Regions from separate parts of the Mus musculus genome. Here region 2 is linked to region 1. Evidence: chromatin contacts called from public HiChIP or PLAC-seq data. All regions are on one chromosome and are shown on one strand. The core of a region is the stretch at or near the end of the contact, and the rest is flanking DNA. Distances in the headings are between cores, read along the strand shown. Region 1 holds the start of Rimbp3 (RIMS binding protein 3). Region 2 overlaps Hic2 (hypermethylated in cancer 2).

Region 1 (6,429 bases), core at 2,012-4,511:
GTTCAGAATAGGGCTTCCTGAAATCGGTTCCACTAAGTTGGAGGGGACTAGCCCTCGCTGCCCATTCACAAGCTCCCCTTCATAGAAGCCATCCTCATCCATGTCCCCAAAAACATAGACATAGTCCCCAGCTGTGAGGGGCAGCTTGCCTTGACAATGCTCACTAGGCCCTTCAAATGGATTGTAGCTAGATCTAGCCAAGAAGAGCTTGAGCTTGGGAATGATGGGAGCCTCAAGGCTCCTCATTTCCAGGGGAGTGGACATACTGTCTGGTTCTAAATCATCCACTTCACTTGCTGTGTCCATGTCCAAAGAAAGGCAAGATGGCACTGTAGCCCACATGGACTCTACCTCTGAGGAGGAATTTGACTGTGAACTGGTTTTCTTGGCTTGCGGTTTGGAGTCCAGAGACTGACTAGTTGAATTTCTGTCTGACACTTGGGGGCCAGCAGCTGGTTCCTCAACGATAACTGGATTCTCCTGCTGGGAGAGACAAGCAGGAGGCTGTATGTCCCTGGTAGGCAAAGGTAATACACGTTCTTCAGATTTTGTTTTGAACGTGGGTCTCCCGCTATCCCTGGCTTGGGACTCTGAAGCTTGGGTGGTCTCTGATGTCTCTGAGGGGTGGCCAGGCTGAAATTGCAACCCCTGCATCTCTTTCCCGGAAGTCCTAAGGTCACTTAGGGCTTTATTCTTGTAGTGCTGCAGCTGCTGCCGCCTGTCTTGCGCATATCCCTCTTGTTGCAGCAGCTGCTCAGCCAGCAGGCTAGTGGCTTCGAGTTCCTGCCTCTGCCTCGTGTGACTTTGCTGCCGGGAAACATTGCTGTTCTCATCTGCCATCTTCTTCATCCAGTTGGCCAGGGCCTGCAGCCGTGCATTCTCCTCTGACAGCCTGGCGCCTTTGTGCAGCGCGGCCTGCAGTTGTGCCTCTGTCTCCTCGTAGCGCCGCTCAGCTGCGGCTGCCTGAACGCTCAGTTCCTCGCATTCCCGCCGCTGTAAACCCAACTCGCGTTCCAGCGCCTGCACCTGGTGCCGAGTTATCTCCGAGGGTGTGCTGGGTCTGCCCGCGTCTGCCCAGGCGCCTGCTTTACTCTGATGTAGAGTCAACTGTCTTTGCAGGCGCAGCACTTCCCGCTGAGACTCACGCTGCAGCCGGTCCAAGTCACTGATGTTGCACCATTGCGCGCACGTGGCGCCCTCTTCAGGATGCGAGGAGCTGCCAAGGTCCGCGGCGATGCGCGCCTGCAGCAGGTGGCACTCCCGCCTCAATGCTTCGATCTGTAGATCCTTGGCTTGCAGCGCGCCAGCCTGTTCTGACAGGTCCTGAGCACGCTGGCAGGTAAACACTTGGCTCAGGTCCAGACCTTCGAGGCTCTCACCTGGCACTGGAGCACTCATGGCCCTCAGATTGGTCTCCTGAAGCTTGCGGGCCCTGTCTTCAAGGCGCTGAGCGAGATCGGTCAGCTCTGCGTGCTTCACCTTGAGCCATTTCACTTTCTCTCCTGCCTCCTCGGAGAAGCCTTTACGCCGCAGATGCAAGTTTTCTTCGCGCAGGTCACAACAGCGGCGAACCAGCACCTGCAATGCCTCGGCCAGCTCCGAGTTCTGCCTCACCAGTTCCTGGTAGTCCAGACCCGGAGGCGAGGAGGTCGAGGCTTCGCAGGGCTTGTTCTCGGAGCTTTCTTTCTGCAGGTCATTAGGTTTCCTATGTATTGATGGTAGCTGAGGCGGCGGCTGGGGACTGGAGGTGTCTGGAATAGACGCGCTGGTCGCAGGGGCCCTTACCTCGGATTCAGAAGCCTGGGAGCAATTCAGTGTGTTGTCCAGTGAGCAGGAATGTGCTGTTGCCAAAGATTCGAGGGAGCCGGCGCGCGTGGGCAGCAGGTCGTTTGGAGAATGAACCCGGACGCCAGTGTTCAGGCTTTCGAGGGATCCGAGTCGACGAGCAGGCTTTGGGGTGCCACCAGTGTTACTCTGGGCTTCTAGGGGCGGCTCTTCCAAGGAATGCGTGGCTTGGGGGTCCGCGGGTCCCGGTAAAGCCGGCTGCCAGCGGAAGTGCTCTAGGATGTATTTAAGGAATAGCTGGCGCTCCACGTCTAGCGCCGCCTGCAGGTGGCGGATGCGCGCGGCTTGTTCGCCGTCGGTCTCCCAGCGCAGCAGCGCCAGCACTTCCTGCAGGCGACAGCGGCATTGTGCCGCGGAGGCTTCGGATGCCCCTGAGCGGCTGCAGTAACCACGGTTCACTAGCTCCTGGGCCAGCTGACGCTGAAGCTCCCTTGCCTGGCGCAATACAACATCGCGCTCCTGGTGTAGCAACTGCTGCAGCTGCCGCATCTCTGCCTCCTTCCAGCGCAGCAGCTGCCGGATCTCGGCCTCACGCTCGCGCTGCACCTCCTCCTGCAGCTGCCGCAGCTCCCGGAGGCGTCGTGCCTCCCACTTGGAGCGCAGATGGTCAGCCAGCTGCTGCCGCTCCTGCTCAGCCGACTCCCGCAGCTGGCGCGTCTGGGTAGCGAAACGCCTCCGTTCCGACCGGCCGCGCGCGCGCTCGCCCTCCAGCTCTGCCCGTAGTTTTTCTAGCTCTCGTCTCTGCTCCTCCAGCACTGCGGCCGCTGGGCCGGGGCTGCTTGGCTTCTTGGGCGACGCGCGGCCACCACCCAAGGGGGTGGGTGAGTCCTTTGTCATTGTGGCCGCAGCCCGGCAAGAAGCCAGAGAGATAGTTTGGTATTGGTAGGCCAGTTAGCCAACGGCCTCCGCCCCCGGCCGCTGCCAACCGCCCCACGCGCCCCTTCCGGCGCCCCTAGGTGCCCTCCGCGCGCCTCTTCCGCCTTGGGGGCGATCTCCCTTATAACCTGTCGCCTCCCCACAGATTGAGTGCCTTTCGCTTCTTCCTAAACTCCTGAGACCCCTTTCAAACTAGCCTCTGAACTTCCCCGGATACCCCGGGCATATTTCGGAGCCCACACATATCTGCTTTAGGGCTTTTGTGACCTGTTCCACTTTCGCCCTGGCAGTGTGCAATCCTTTCCAGAATTAGATCCCCAGTAGGGTTCCTAGATGATCGCTGATCCTGGGCCTGAGTAAAAATGGATTCTGGTCAGATCTCACCTGGCTCTACTAGGGTTTCTGGTCGAGTTTTGAAATTAGGTAAACTTCTTACAAGATCTGCTTAAATTTGTGGTTGAGCTCTGAGCCCTAAGTGGCTATAACTCCTCTGTTCCTACGCAGGACCCAACATGCTAAGCCTTTTCTTTGTTCTTTTTCTTTTCTTTTTTCTTTTTGGTTTTGTTTTTTTGTTTTTTGTTTTTTTGTGTTTTTTTTTTGTTTTTGTTTTTGTTTTTGTTTTTTTTGAGACAGCGTTCCTCTGTGTAGCCCTAGCTGTCCTGGAACTCACTCTGTAGACCAGGCTGGCCTCAAACTCAGATATCCGCCTGACTCTGCCTCCCAAATGCTGGGATTAAAGGCCATCACTGCCCGGTGCCTTTTCTTATATCAACTGAAACTTTGTGTTGTTTGTTTGTTTGTTTGTTTGAGACGTGTGTGTGTGTGTGTGTGTGTGTGTGTGTGTGTGTGTGTGTAGAGCTGGCTGTTCTGGAATTCACTCTATAGAGCAGGCTGTCTCTGCTTCCCCAGTGCTTGGATTGCAGGAGTTGACCAACATGTCTTGCATCTGAGCCTTTTTGAATCAGCAGGTGGCAGTGACTGAGGATTGATTGCACCCACCTCAAACATGCTGGGCAAATTTTATACCACTGAGATTCATATCCTGTCTCTGTTTCTGTCTGTCTCTGTCTCTCTCTCTGTGAAGTAGTAGTAGTACTAGTAGTAGTAGAGACTGAGCCCAAGGTCTCATTTAGTAAGTAATAGGCAAGCACTTTACTATTCATTATATCTTCAGTCTTCAGCCCCTTTAAAAATGTAAGATGTTGGGGCTGGAGAGATGGCTCAGTGGTTAAGAGTACCAAATGCTCTTCCGAAGGTCCTGAGTTCAAATCCCAGCAACCATATGGTGGCTTACAACCATCTGTAACAAGATCTGATGCCCTCTTCTGGAGTGTCTGAAGACAGCTACAGTGTACTTACATGTAATAAATAAATAAATCTTTAAAAAAAAAAGTAAGATGTTAAGATGAGCAGTGGTGGTATATCCTTTTAATCCCACCATTCAGGAGGAGGAACCAAAGCCATGTTTTCTGCAAGATCAGCAAGCACCCATAACCCTTGAGCCATCTTTCCAGCTCCCCAAAACATTAAAAAAAAAATATATATATATATATAGTCTCACTCTGTAGCTCTGGATGGCTTAGAACTGATGTCTACTGGGCTATCCTAGAAGTCACAGAGACCTTGCCTGGAATAAAGGTATGCAGCACCATGCATGAATGTCTGTTTGAAGTTTCTGGTGGTGGTGGTAGTAGTGGCGATGGTGGAATTTTTTGTTTTGTGTTTGTCTTTGTTTTGGAGACAGGGTCTGGTCTTTCTATGTCCTGGCTGACTTGGAAGTTGCTATGTAGACCAGGCTGGGCTCAAACTCACAAAGATCAACTTGCCTCTGCCTCCCAAGTGGGATTAGAGGTATGTGCATGGCACTATACCCATCTCCTTTTTAAATTCATATTTGAGTTAGGATGTTGCTAATTTGTCCAGGCTGACCTTGCACTAGTGGTCTTCCTGCATCAGGCTACCAGACAGCTGGGATCACAGGTGTGCACCCTACACCTGACTCAAACCTACTCTTGTCCTCTTACCTACTGCTCACTTTTTCCTGTCTTTTGGTATTGATTTGGTAGTTTTCTACTCCAAGGAGCCTTTCTGGACTCTCCAGGCTGGGCTTAGAGTTCCCAAGATGCTCTAGCCCACAGGGTTGCCTTGATGACTCTACATACAGCTGCTTTACCTTTGAGGAATGGGTATGACTAGTAAACCTTTGTGTCTCTGCCCAGAGCAAACTCAAAGCAGGTAAAAATGGAATGTCTTTCCCATGCAGGTTGGACCAGGCAGATAGAAAGAACATAGAGGGTACTGTACTTGGTCTCCAGGCCTACCCAGTTCCAACACTCAGCAAACACCTGTCAGCAAGCTTTAGGGTGTACACCGGGCATGGGGGTATTGGGAAGAGGCCTGAAGGTGGGCAAGGAATGAAGCTTCAGCCAGCTTGTTGGTAAGGTCCAGACCTCAAACGAGGGACAATAGACTCTCCTCTTTCCCTCAAGGAAAAACAAGACCAACAATGATAATAACACCTAATGCTGGGTGGTGGCCCATGCCTTTAATCCCAGCACTTGGGAGGCAGAGGCAGGTGGATTTCTGTGAGTTTGAGGCCAGCCTGGAGTTCCAGCACAGCTAGGGCTACACAGAGAAAATCTGTCTCAGAAAAAAAAAAATCACATATATAGCTATTGTCTGGCTACTTTAGTGTAGATCAGGAACTTTCCTCCTATCCGGTTCCTCCCTGTTCTTCCAGGCTCTGGCATTAACTGGCTTACAAAAAACCACAGTGGTGCTCGCTTCGGCAGCACATATACTAAAATTGGAAGGATACAGAGAAGATTAGCATGGCCCCTGCGCAAGGATGACACGCAAATTCGTGAAGCGTTCCATATTTTTTATGTGTAATACTCAAGTTCACAAGTTCACAGATCCATTGTGTGGTTTAACAGACTATTCTTGAGGAAAAAAAAAAAAAAAGACAGATCTTGGATAAAACCAGAAAAAAAAAAAAAAAAACAACCCACAGTGATAACTAACCTTCCATAGCCATACATTCTGTCAGAAAGATCCTTTGTGGTGCCTTCTGAGTACCCAGGGTGACTTACTTCCTCTTCTTCTTCCTCCTCCTCCTCCTCCTCCTCCTCCTCTTCCTCCTCCTTCTTCTTCAAGACAGGTTTTCTCTGTGTAACAACCCTGGCTGTTCTGGAACTGGATCTGTAGACCAGGCTGGCTTCAAACTCACAGAGATATGCCTGTCTTTGGCTCCTGAATGGTATAACTAAAGGTGTTCATCACCATGCCTGACAACACCTGGGCCTTCTAACCACTGTGTGCACTCAGCTCCTGGCAAATTACTGCTATAGTTATTTATCTAACAAGATTCCCCTAACCCTATAGAAAATACCTTTGGGGGCTGGAGAGATCACTCAGTGGTTAAGAGCACTGGCTGCTCTTCTAGAGGTCCTGATTTCAATTCCCAGCAACCACAAGGTGGCTCACAATCGTCTACAAGGGGATCTAATGCCCTCTTCTGGCCAGAGGATGTATATGCAGCAGAGCACTCATATAATTAAATATTTTTTTGGCGGGGGGGGGGGCGGGGGGGTTCGAGACAGGGGTTCATAAATTTTTTTTAAAAGAAAATACCACCCGGCAGTGGTGGTGCACGCCTTTAATCCCAGCACTTGGGAGGCAGAGGCAGGTGGATTTCTGAGTTTGAGG
Region 2 (6,429 bases), core at 1,302-3,801, 46 kb before region 1:
GCACTCACATACATAAAAATAAATCTAGAAATGTTAATGGGGTTTGAATTTTCCTTTGTTACTCTTTCAGGTATGAAAGAAGTCATTCACAGGTCAGAGGTCACAAAGAGAACCTACAAAAATGACTGGCAGCTGGCCAGTCCAGGCGTAAACCCACCCCACGGGACTGGTCTTCCCACACTTACACACACACACACACACACACACACACAAATTTTTTTAAACTAAAAGGTTAAAATTTAAAAGATAAAAAGGAAAAAAAATGGGGGTGGGTGGCTATGGGGGACTTTTGGTATAGCATTGGAAATGTAAATGAGCTAAATACCTAATAAAAAATGGAAAAGAAAAAAAAAAGGAAAAAAAAACCCCACCCAAAAAAAAAAAAAAAAAAAAACAGCCAGACAAACAAACAAGTAAACAAAAGACAACCAAAACTCAAAAAAACTATGAGCCAAACCAAATTTTTTTGCTAGCCTCTGGCCCACAACCTCTGTTCTATCCTGGGATACCTTTCAAATACTCCGCCAGGCAGCCAAGGCGTTCTCATTTGCTAACTCCTAGTCCTGACCCAAATACTGATCCTCCCTCCCATAACTGCTGGGTTCTTACAAGCTCACCACCATCCAGGAGTATAGAGACAGTGGGCACTGTCCAAGCCTGTGAGCCCTGTGCCCTTTCTAGTACTGTCTACCATCTGGAGCCTGGGAAAGGCAGCAAGCTGGTCCTTCCAAACAGGCTACATAGACTCCAGCTGCAGTGACTAAGTAATAAGCACACGGATGCCTCTCGTCTTCAAAGGAATCTATCAGCAATAGTGTGTCCAAGTGAGATCCCACCTGTAAAGAGCTCTCCAGGAGAACAAGGGCGGCAAGTGTACCGAAGGCCCCAGGAGGTCAGAAGTATACCTCAGCGGCACTCTTGACTCCACATGGCCTGCCTTAACTTCCATCCAATAGAATGGGCCACACCAGTGCCCAAGGAGACCCAAAGTTTCCTGAGGTCACAAGCCATGGGGACTCAGCTGCCAGCCCTGCAACATCAGTGCCCACAGCAAAAGTCTGGGGGCTCTGGTAGCTTACACAGAGAACTATGAGCCTCCAACTCAGGGTCTAATTTCTTTCTTTGAGACAGGATCTCCCTTTGGAACCCTACCTGGTCTGGAATTTGATGTATAGACCAAGCTGTCCTTGGCTCAGAAGAAATCACTCTTCCTCTGCCTCCCAAGCACCGGTATTAAAGGACTGTGCTGTGCATACCATGCCTGGCTTCCATGTAGCTAAACTGAAGCTCACTACCACCCCAAATGCCCTGCCCTTTCCTCAAAATGTTCCCAGTCCTGTCTTCTTCTAGGGTAGGCCTGCTTCTCTTCAACCCAACACACTGTAAAACTAACAATCTGCCCTGTTCAGAGAAGGAAGCTAATAACCCAGCACACTGTGAGTCAACAGAAACGTTACAGGAATGCTAACACTCGGTCCTACCAGCACCTGCCAGAGGGCTCTGCCTGCCTGCCCCTTGCCCACAACAGCTGAAGCACATCAGTGGGATACTGAGTGGCTGGAGATGAGGAAAACCAAGGCTTCTCCACATGCTAAGTAGAAACAAAGAGCCTAAGGTATGATTTCCACACAGGCCCTATATATCAGCCCCAAGGCAATGGCAGTGCCAGCTCTGCCAGCAATAATAGCTGGTACCTCAGGCCTACCAAGAGAAATAAAAGAAAAGCTATATGTGGCCAAGGCCTGGGCCACAAGTCCTAGACACCCCACATGCTGCCTGCCTGCACTGTGCACATATAGCAACCTGAATTCTGAGGGCCAGGACAGAATGTATACTGCAAAGCTGTATGAGAGACCCAGGAAGCCCCAAGGACTGGAAACCAGTGGTGATTCTTCCTCTCCCAGGCCTACCGGAGTGCCAGGGGCCCAGAAACCATGTGAGCAGCAGCCGGCGGGGGGTGGCCTCCTCGAGTGCACAGACTTCCTGAGGGTGCATCAAAGCCTGGTTACCTGGAGAAAAAAAAGCAGGCATCAGTGAGGGACGGAGGAGAAGAGAGGAACAAGGGGTGGGGGGGTCTCTACTCCCAAAGAGGTTCACAAACACCTGAGGCAACAAAGCAAGAGGAAAAAAAATGAGACACACATACACACACACCAAAAAAAGAGAGACCTTGTTTTAGATATGAGCAGCTAGGTGGCATTATGTAGCCTTTAAAGCACATTGTAAATGTCCCTTGCCTTTAATCCCAGCACTCCCAGAGGCAGGTGGGTATCTGTAAGTTCGAGGCCAGCCTGCTCTATGTAAGAGGGTTCCTGTCGAAAGGAAAGGAAAGGAAAGGAAAGGAAAGGAAAGGAAAGGAAAGGAAAGGAAAGGAAAGGAAAGGAAAAGAAAGGAAAAGAAAGGAAAGGAAAGGAAAGGATACAGGGAGGGGGCATCTTAGGAGGCTAAAGGCAAGACACAGCTGGCTGTCAGGAGGCTAGGGCAAGGCTGGCCATATTTACATAACAAAAGGTCAAAACCAGGAGCCACTTGTGGAAGGGCTATTTATAAGAGCCAATCTGCCTCTACTGCCTCTTTCCCCTTCTTTCCTTGGCAACAGGGCTCTTCTGTCTACAGGCTCAACTCAGCACAACAACCAACAGCAACCGGGTGAGGGGTGCTCTCTGCCGCCATCACTCTGTGTTCTACAAGAGGAGGGATCTTGAGGTTCTGGATCCCTGTACTCCATACAGAACGGCAGCCTGGTCTCCCCTGGAACAAGCAGGGGTAGGAGGAGCCTGCAGCAGGCAAGAATCCATCTCTGACAGCCCTTCCCCCACACCATCCCTAGGGCCAGAGGACAGGTCCTTCAGGAATGTGACCAGACCTGGGGTATAGACCTTAGACTGAGGCCTCGGTCCTTGGCTTCAGGCTCAGCTGTCTCTCCAGCCCTAGAAGCAGCTCCCATTTCAGAGTGGGCTCAAAATCCCAGAGGTCACAGAACAAAGAACCAGCTCTGAGCTCCATGTTTCATGAGCTGGTCACCCAAGAGGGCAGTGGACAGAAGAAAAGCCAACGAAATGGGCAAGATGAATCAGACACCCATGAAATCCATCTTAGCCAGCCAGACACCTCAGCCTAAACCAGTCTTATGCCATAGCGCTTGCCAAATCCTGATTTCTGTGAGTTCAAGGGGGAAGAATTCTTTTACATCAAGTTCTACAAAAGGCAAAACTGACACAAATCAGTGTAAGCTTGCATGGGCAGAACAACCACACAGCAACACAGACTCTTGTTGCTCCTGGCTTCTCTCTGACTGGGGCACGATTAGTGTTTCTCCAGAGCCAGTCAAAGCATGGTTCTTCAGGACCTCCCTCCCTTCCCCCATGCACCCACAACCTCAATATTCACTCACCCCACTTCCCTGCCTAAACACACAGCATTCAAGTGGCTGATGAAAATGACAGATGACAGTCTGGGCTTCCACTATCTCCGTGCCGCCTCCTGACCCTAAGTGGAGCTTCATTGGGGGAATGACCCACCCATAATCCTGCTGAGAAGGCTAGTGTCCAGGAAGCCTCAAGGACTAGTGAAAAAGGCTTCTCTTCTCTGTTCCCTACAATGGGACAGGACACCACTATTATGGCCCAGTCTTAAGAATTGAGAAAGGTTTTAAGATAAAAGTGACTTAAATAGGAAACTGAGAAAGTCTACCACTCTACCTCTTCCAAAAAATACTGCCCCAAATCAGCCTAGACACCCACCTTTCCTAGTGCCACGGTCTCCAGAGGCTCACGCTTAGTACTGGTCTGCCTATGGAGCCTCCTGTGACTCCCTTTGCACGCGAGGCTGCTAGCCCAGCTTCTAGGACAAGAAGACTCCAGGCCCACACAGTGAGGCCCAGACTCGGGGTGTGGTTTCAAGCCACATGATACTCCTCACACTTCTTCTCAATGCCTGATCCCCTCGGGCAGGAATGAACCCTCCTGGAGGCATCCAAGGGCACCTGGGCTGGAATTTCTCTGCTTCACACCCAGCCAGGAGGCCTGGTGAAAAGGAAAAAGGCCAGGAAAGGGGGCCATCCCACCCAGGCCTCTTAAGAACCTTCTCATCCTGCCTGGCAACCACTGACTCCGCCAGAGTATGCATCTGTAAAAGGCCTGGTGGACTGAGAAAGCGGGCGGGAGTTTCTTCCACCTCAGCCATCATCCTGAGTGCCACTCCCAGGTAAGAGGGCTTGGCTGAGACAAGAACACTGATGAAGAAGTCATAACCGCTAGCTAGGCACCTTCCACATCCCAGAGATTTAATAAGCACATCTGACTAATGTCAGAGAAGACTCAGACATTTTCCTACCATCCAGAGACCTTAATGTGAGGACAGTTGGTCCACTTCCCATATGGTAATCTCATATCCCACGTGGCTCCCCCAAGCCTGGGCTGTCTGAAAGAGACTGAGCAACTGGAGATCTAGAAGATTCCCAATGCCTAGTCCAGGGCCTAACTATGGGCAGACACAGTCACAAAGTGAAGATTCCATTTAACCCTGTTCCTGTCCTGGACTCCTCCATGAAACTCTATCCATCCTAGCTTTCCACCACAGTCCATACAAGTCTCATCTGCCCAAGTAAGATAGGTCTTCTAGGGGTGGGGGGCTGTGCAGTGACTGAACAGGTCTGAGCAGGTCTGGTCTCACTGAAGCCTGCCACAGGCTTATAAGGACCATTATCTCTGCCTCCAGCTGCAGATAAGGTTCTTGGGGGTTAAGCAACTTGCCCACAGAAAAGAGAGTACATAGGTAACAGAGAGAGGATCTAAAGCCTGACTTGGGAGGGGGTTGTGGTTAATTTTCCTCTCTCATAAAGGCCCTCTTAATTACAGAGCTGCTTGGGAGAACTCCGGCTCCTTCCCCTCCCACCCCTGGAGGCCTCAAAACCTAGACCAATGGTAGGGGGCTTGTGTAAGGCCCTGGGTTCAAATCCAGAATTACACTTTTTCACCCCCACCCCCGCTCTAATGTTCCAACCTAGTCACTGTGAGGGCACAGGTCTTTTCTCCAGGAAGAAAAGTGAGCTGCCATCTAGGCAGCATCAGGGGCTAGGCAGGGCTTGCTGCTTTTCTAAGAAAATCCCTAGCCAGGTGTGGTGACCCACTGCCTTTTAGGTTTGGGCTTAGTAGCAGGTGGAGCTCATTTCTCTGGGCAAGCCCAGCCAAATTATTAACCCAAACCTGGATGCTAGCCAGCCACTCCTGGCTCTCTCCCAACACCGTCCTGGAAAGCAATAGGCACTTCAAATGCCAAGAGCCCAGCCCCCCTCTTGCCACAGTTTCTATGAAATGAAATTCTCAGGTTCTACTAGAAACATAGGTGATGCGATCAGAGGCCAGGAATGGCTGCCTCCTCCGTTTCCAACCCTAAGAGCAGCTCTATAGCACATAGAAGAGAATGAATGCACTCCAAGTTTTTTCCAGTCTATCCTGAAAAGTTTGAGGGCCCTATTAGAGACTTATTGCTGCCTACCTGAAGCTGAGACCTGCCTGGATCCAGACTACCTGCCCAAGCCTACTAATCCCTAGGCATGTAACCATTTCTATAAGTAACCATCACCATAAGAAAGCACAGAGGGGCCAGGGCGGTGGTGGCGCACACCTTTAATCCCAGCACTTGAGAGGCAGAGGCAGGCAGCGGATTTCTGAGTTTGAGGCCAGCCTGGTCTACAAAAGTGAGTTCCAGGACAGACAGCTAGGGCTATACAGAGAAACACTGTCTCAAAAAACCAAAAAAGAAAGAAAGAAAGAAAGAAAGAGAGAGAGAGAGAGAGAGAGAGAGAGAGAGAGAGAGAGAGAGAGAGCGAGAGAGAGAGAAAGAGAGAGAGAGGCTGGAGAGATGGCTCAGAGGTTAAAAGCACTGATTGCTCTTCCAGAGGTCCTGAATTCCATACTCAGCAACCACATGGTGGCTCATAACCATCTGTAATGGAATCCAATACCCTCTTCTGGTGTGTCTGAAGACAGTGATAGTGTACTCATATAAATAAAATAAATAAATCTTTAAAAGAAAAAAGAAAGCACAGAGGGTGTGTGATGCTACAAGGTCTGGAGACATACACTATGTAGCACCATATCACAGCAGATTCTGTGCCCTCCAAGCACAGTTCATCCCCTCTCATGCCTAACCTTAGCGTCAACAAGAGCTAGACAAGGATATTCCCTGCTACATCTGCCCTAGTGAGCCCCAACTCTAGGGCACTCTAGTTGACGACAGCAGGTGAGTCCCCTTGACAATGAAATAATAATTTGAGATTATGATGAGTTATTATTTTAAAAAGACAGATTACCTGTAACACAACAGGAGCTAATAAAGCAAAAATCAAATGGACAGAAAAAAATCCCCCTAGGCAATGTAAAAGTGGGAATTCTGGAGGCCAGGTGTGGAGGTGCATACCTTTAA

What was found. HiChIP or PLAC-seq counts read pairs in DNA pulled down with a chosen protein or histone mark.
Region 2: a contact with region 1 is called in an H3K27ac HiChIP or PLAC-seq map of embryonic stem cells, with 17 read pairs. The contact joins the enhancer-like site here to the promoter of Rimbp3 in region 1. A contact is called at or near these places in 27 of 39 promoter capture datasets (the 3T3-L1 cell line, 3T3-L1-derived adipocytes, the C10 cell line and 18 more), 4 of 15 datasets of contacts at CTCF or cohesin (CD8 T cells, the G1E-ER4 cell line, embryonic stem cells and 1 more), 86 of 484 Hi-C or Micro-C datasets (the 3T3-L1 cell line, the AML12 cell line, B cells and 37 more), 40 of 115 datasets of contacts at active chromatin or transcription factors (the 230-238 cell line, CD8 T cells, the HPC-7 cell line and 23 more) and 4 of 9 other capture datasets (adipose tissue, embryonic stem cells, liver and 1 more).

The regions. Positions count from the first base shown.
Region 1 is chr16:17,204,967-17,211,395 of GRCm38.p6, reverse strand. It overlaps Rimbp3 (RIMS binding protein 3), which reads right to left and starts at 3,261. Exons shown (of 1, transcript NM_001033338.3): 1 at 1-3,261. The coding sequence starts at 2,682. Gm22129 (a small nuclear RNA gene) reads left to right here and starts at 5,498; the gene lies at 5,498-5,604.
Region 2 is chr16:17,250,548-17,256,976 of GRCm38.p6, reverse strand. It overlaps Hic2 (hypermethylated in cancer 2), which reads right to left. Exons shown (of 3, transcript NM_178922.3): 2 at 1,911-2,009. The coding sequence starts at 1,936. Among named protein-coding and RNA genes, the nearest start is that of Hic2, 20 kb to the right of the region's middle. Within about 2 kb of position 2,551, at least 53 of the 459 cell types and tissues checked have an H3K27ac peak or open chromatin away from gene starts, as enhancers often do. A contact at or near this core is called in differentiating embryonic stem cells, embryonic stem cells, epiblast stem cells and 8 more, where this site is marked.